Linked DNA regions of Mus musculus: region 1 is linked to region 2. The links are chromatin contacts, called in public promoter capture Hi-C maps. All regions are on one chromosome and are shown on one strand. Each heading gives the region's core, a stretch centred on a gene start, on an enhancer-like site or on the middle of the called end of the contact. The rest is flanking DNA. Distances are from core to core; before and after follow the strand shown.

The links. Capture Hi-C pulls out chosen DNA fragments and counts their contacts.
Region 1: a promoter capture Hi-C map of liver shows a contact between it and region 2, with 5 times the contacts expected there. The contact joins the promoter of C9orf72 here to the promoter of Ube2j1 in region 2. A contact is called at or near these places in 1 of 39 promoter capture datasets (liver), 1 of 484 Hi-C or Micro-C datasets (CD4 T cells) and 2 of 9 other capture datasets (adipose tissue and liver).

What each region holds. Positions count from the first base shown.
Region 1 is chr4:35,224,475-35,227,174 of GRCm38.p6, reverse strand. It overlaps C9orf72 (C9orf72, member of C9orf72-SMCR8 complex), which reads left to right and starts at 1,339. Exons shown (of 11, transcript NM_001081343.2): 1 at 1,339-1,387.
Region 2 is chr4:33,030,086-33,032,785 of GRCm38.p6, reverse strand. Ube2j1 (ubiquitin-conjugating enzyme E2J 1) reads right to left here and starts at 1,406. Exons shown (of 8, transcript NM_019586.4): 1 at 1,170-1,406. The coding sequence starts at 1,200. It overlaps 4933421O10Rik (RIKEN cDNA 4933421O10 gene), which reads left to right and starts at 1,463. Exons shown (of 2, transcript NR_036602.1): 1 at 1,463-1,929; 2 at 2,265-2,700.

The DNA of each region.
Region 1 (2,700 bases), core at 90-2,589, 2.2 Mb before region 2:
GTACCTAACACCCACCTGGGAACTTTTCAGCTTTTCAGTGTGGGATATAGTATAAACGTCTATTCCTCGTGTTGTGGATTAGCTGACTGGCCTCACTCAGCTGCCTTCCTTACCTGCAAACTCACCCACTTTGACTACAGCATCGCACTCTTAACCCTAGCCTTCCAAACATGGTCCTATGCTATTTCTGTGTGTCTGGATGTATTTTTAACTCTCAGATGTATACTTCATTTATGAGATATACATCTGAAGACCACGGTACAAAACACTGTAAGAACTTGATAGAATGACAACTGCTAGGTAAAAAAAAAAAAAAAAAAAAAAAAAAAAAAAAAAAAAAGCATACAATACCTGGTGAGAGTTCTATTTTTACCGAAGGTGGTATTGATAGGTATTCTGTTATTAATGCCTTTCTTTTCCCTATAAATGATGAAAAGTTGCTGGAAAATAATAAACACTACTCATCTGTAGTGAAAAGCCACAATACAGTTACAAACCAATCAATCAATCAATAAATCAGACGTCATGGTGTTCTTTTCCCAAAGGTTAAAAAACAAAGTGCACTGTGCTATTTGGCAAAAATGACGTTTAGAAGAAAACACGGTGACTACGCACAGAGGGTGGGGGAATCATTGTGCTTGTTGCGGAGTGAACACGTACAGTGTGCACGCAGACTTACGGCATTTAACCGTGTCATAGGGACCAAAGGAAATCCACTCACTCACTAAATATTTGTTGAGCACCCACTACCTGCCAACTCCCAAACAAAACAAAGCAAAACTACTTACAACCACAAACTACGCTTCGTAACCTAGATAGATAACGCAGGTGACACTATCTATCTAGGTTGAGCTCAGCTCTGCCCATGCTTTTCCTGAGCGGCTCTTGGAAGAAAAGCTACAAAGCCCATGACAGCCTCCGCCTGGCCAGCTGCCACTGGCATCTCAAGGCTGGCAAAGCAAAGTGAAAGCGCCAACCCGGAACTTACGGAGTCCCACGAGGGAACCGCGGCGCGTCAAGCAGAGACGAGTTCCGCCCACGTGAAAGATGGCGTTTGTAGTGACAGCCATCCCAATTGCCCTTTCCTTCTAGGTGGAAAGTGGTGTCTAGACAGTCCAGGGAGGGTGTGCGAGGGAGGTGCGTTTTGGTTGCCTCAGCTCGCAACTTAACTCCACAACGGTGACCAAGGACAAAAGAAGGAAACAAGACTGCAGAGATCCGCACCGGGGAGCCCTGCAGATTCTGGGTCTGCTGTGGACTGGGGGCGGGACTGCGACTGGGCGGGCCTGGGGGCGTGTCCGGGGCGGGGCGGTCCCGGGGCGGGGCCCGGAGCGGGCTGCGGTTGCGGTCCCTGCGCCGGCGGTGAAGGCGCAGCAGCGGCGAGTGGGTGAGTGAGACGCGCGGGCGGAGGGGGGCTGCTGCCACGGTCGGCTCGCGGGCCGGCCGGCTCCGGGTACCAGCGGGGTTTTTTTCTCCTTCGAGGTGAACTCCTCCCTGTCCCCCGGGCGAAAGAGCCCTTGGCCTTGCAGGAGTTGCGGGGGCCGCGGCGGTGCGGAGGGGATGGGGATGGGCCTCATCTTTGCTGTCCGCCCGCGCTCCCCGATCCCGACCCGGAGCGTCTCCCGGGCCCTTGAGGGAACCCTCCGGGAGTACGGCGAGCGCGGCCCCCACCGCCACAAGCCTGGGCCCCAGGGGCCTGGCCCGGCGACAGCTGGTGGGTCCTGCGACCCAGTCAGGTCTCCCGAGGGTCCCCGCCCGGGAGGAGAAAGCGCCGGTGGGATGGAGTAAGGACGGACAGAACAACACGCAGGCAGGATTTCGCAGAAGTTTGCAAGGAGTGCGGATGCCCACTTACATGGGCTGCTACTCTTACCAGGTTGTTCCCCAGTTCTGTGGGACGTGACCTGGTTGCCTCACAGCTCCGCGGTTGTACAGACTTATTAAAGGAAGTGACCATTGTGACTTGGGCATCACTTGACTGATGGTAATCAGTTGCAGAGAGAGAAGTGCACTGATTAAGTCTGTCCACACAGGGTCTGTCTGGCCAGGAGTGCATTTGCCTGGGAGGGATTGGTTGCGCTTTCTGGTGTGGGGACTATTAGGCTCTTGTAGAGTTTTGTCCCGGCAGATGGATAAATTTCTTGTTACACTGTTCCCGTTCGTCACCAGTTGAGAAAAACGGGTACACAGTCTGTCTCAGTAGTACTTTTACTTTATATTAAGGGCCCAAAAGGGACTGGAAAATACTTTAAGATAGAATCGTTAGTCCACTTGGAAAACTTAAAATATGAGAGAGAGAGGGGGGGGGGAGAGAGAGAGAGAGAGAGAGAGAGAAAGGAAGGAAGAAGGAGGAAGAGGAGGAGGAAAGAGATTGAGATTATGTTAATAATATGGAATCAGAATATTTGAAATATAGTAAGCGTCCCCTCAGTTAAAGAGGACATTCCAGGAGGCCCCCAGTATAGCCTGAAATCTCAGGAAACGCCTACATACACCCATCGTGTGGATATAGGTGTTTTCCCTTCATTACATTTCATACACAGATGTTAAAGTTTAGAAAGTAGGCACAATAAGAGATTACAAATAACTGATAATAAAGTCGAGCCATTGCAGCTGCTCTGTAAAAGTCCTGTGAATGTGATCGCTTTGTGTTTCAAAGTAACTTACTGTACTTCACCCCTGTTAAGCAAAACAAGATTC
Region 2 (2,700 bases), core at 157-2,656:
TAATCATTCTGGCATCAAAATGGTAAAATCCAGGCATTTCTACTTTCTCTGACCTTTTTTAACTCTTCAGGTTTTAAGTGATGGGCTGAAGACAGAGACATGTCCCATTAAAATTCAGCCATATAATTCTTACACAGGCGTGGTCAAATTTTAAACAAACACCGTAGAAATGACTAATTCTACATCTGGTCCCTAAGGCCACTTACTTATCAGCATTCAAGCTAACAACATTCTGTTCAGCCAATATTCTCTGGCTTTTCCTTTATATATTCTAAAAATTTAAAATATATATATATTTTTAAAAAGATTCACAATACCAACTCTTTCCCATAAAGATATCAGACTTAAGTCCAAACTAAGAAGCAGTGTGGGAAAGAAAACAAACGGTGACGAGAGTTCTAGTTCAATGATCATCAATACCCTGAGGCTTATTATTCAGAGCTAACAGGGAGGAGTTTTTTCCCCCTGACAAATTATCAAAGTACATTTTTTAGGCTCCAGTAATTTGTGCTACGTCTGCCTTAAAAGATATGACAACTGATAATGGGTTTTTTGTTTTTTGTTTTTGGCATTGTTTTTAGTGCACCAGAAAATAACTGGAGGCCAGGATTGTCTGAGGGCATTAACTGAAGGAAAGAAATTCAAAGTAGCAATCAACCCCCCCAAATCATGGTTAATTCCCAAGTGCACAGCTCAACTAGTTTAGCTACAGGACATATTTTTTTTTTCTACGTCTATAAATTCTCCCCCAAATACTGAAATTGGATATTTCAACCACAATAAAAATGGGATATTTCAAATGTGAGTCAAACACCTAACAAAAGTTCGTCGGCAGAGGCGGAGGGGACACGAAGGACGCAGATGCGGCCAGGGATGGTCAGTAGTGCGGACCGTCGTCGCCTTCGCACCTGCCCTTGGCTCGGCTGTCTCCTGCTTCGCTCCGCAGACACCGGGAGGAAGAGGCCAGGAGCGGAGGAGCGCCAGCGCATCGGGGGATCCGCAGCGGCCGCCCGCTCTGCGGCCTGCACCCCCGGACCGGCCGCGGCCTCGCGTAAAGCGCGAGCCCGGAGCAGCCGCGAGGGCCGGCGGACACGAGCGGGCCGAGGCGCCGCGCTCTGAGTCCCGGGTCCCCCGCCCGTCCGCCCGCCCGCCGCCCCAGCCCGGCTCACCCGGGCTCTTCAGGTTGTAGCGGGTCTCCATGGCGGACGTCCCCGCTGCCGCTCTCGTCGGCGCCGCAGCTGCCCGGGTCTCGCGCGGCGGACGCGCCTAGCGAGGGCCTCCGCTGACACCGCCCAGTCCAGCCCGACCGCGGGCGAGGTGCGTGCCGCGGGGTCCGCCTCCCTGAGGGCCGGCCGGGCGCCGGGGCGTCGCCGAACGGGGCGCCGGGCTGCGGACGGCCTGCGGGACTGACGTCCCGGCTGACGCGCCGCTGCGTCACCGCCGGCGCCGGGTCTGTGAAGTCGGCCTGACGTGGCGGGCGCTTCGTGGCGGTCGGTCACTCGGCAGCGGCGGTCCCGCGAATCCCGCCCGCCCGGCAGCCCTGGGGAGACGGGCGGCACCCTCGTCGTCCCCTCGGCCCAGCCCGGGAGACCGACTCGCCGCGGGCCCTTCAGGGGTTCCCGCGGAGCTCGCAGGGAGCTCGGAGGAACGGCGCAGCCCGGAGCGGCGGGCGGGCGAGCGCGGCCTGGGACTGCGGCGCCGTGATGTGCGCTTCTCCGAGCCCGCAGTTGGCCTCGGTGCGATGGACGGGAGTGGCCCCTAGCTCCGCGGTGCGGTTAGCTAAGGCAGCGTTTTTCGGGGTGCATCAGAACCTCCCAGAAATAAAACCAAGGGGTCGCCTGGAATGTTAATAAAAACGCATAAATGGGACAGGTCGGTCTGAAAGAGATGCGGTGCGTTTGTCTTTTCGGATCATGGAGGACAGAGAAAGTAAGGTTCTGGTTCGGACGGCTTACCGAGATAAAAGGGCCTCAAAAAAGGGAGGGAGCCAGCGGAGATTAGAGAAGGTTATAGGTGGAATGAAGATTAACCAATTAGACAGATTAGTGTTCTTGTTTAACATTGTCAAATGTGTTTGTGGGAATGTCAGTAATTTTTCCCAGCCGTCTGAAGGAGGAGGGAAAAAAAAAAGATTTAAGTGGCATCTTCTAAGCCATTAAAGGCGATGTTTTCTGAATAGTACGGTGATAATCTGAAGAATAGAGAAGCAAGCAAAACCGAGCTTCAATGTGCTTCTCCATTAAGCTTTCATTCTTTGTGTTCAGTCCTCAAATTTAGCATCCAGCAACCTGCGCTGCTCCGACCGGCCCCATGACCAGGCCTGCCGAGGGGGTGTAGTCGTTCCCATCCGCCCGCCAGCCAGACTCGGAAGGCACTTTGCCCTGAGGCTCTCCTCTTCCTCCCAACAATGGAGATAAGGATGTTTCTCTTTTATTTTATTCTTGAAGCCACATCACCTCGTCCTTGGGGGCTCTTCCTTAGGTAAAAGACAGCAACAAATCCGGCATTGAGTTATGGGCCCATGGCAAAGCTTAATTATAATCACTGCAAGAGAAAAGTCAACTCTTAATTTTTTTCTAAATATAAACATGTACAGAGAGGGTAAATATGATTTTTTTTTAAAAAAGGAGTAAATGCTAAAAGTTACTAATTGCTTGACTGTTAACTGGGTCGGAAAGATTAATTTTCCCAGAAATGTAG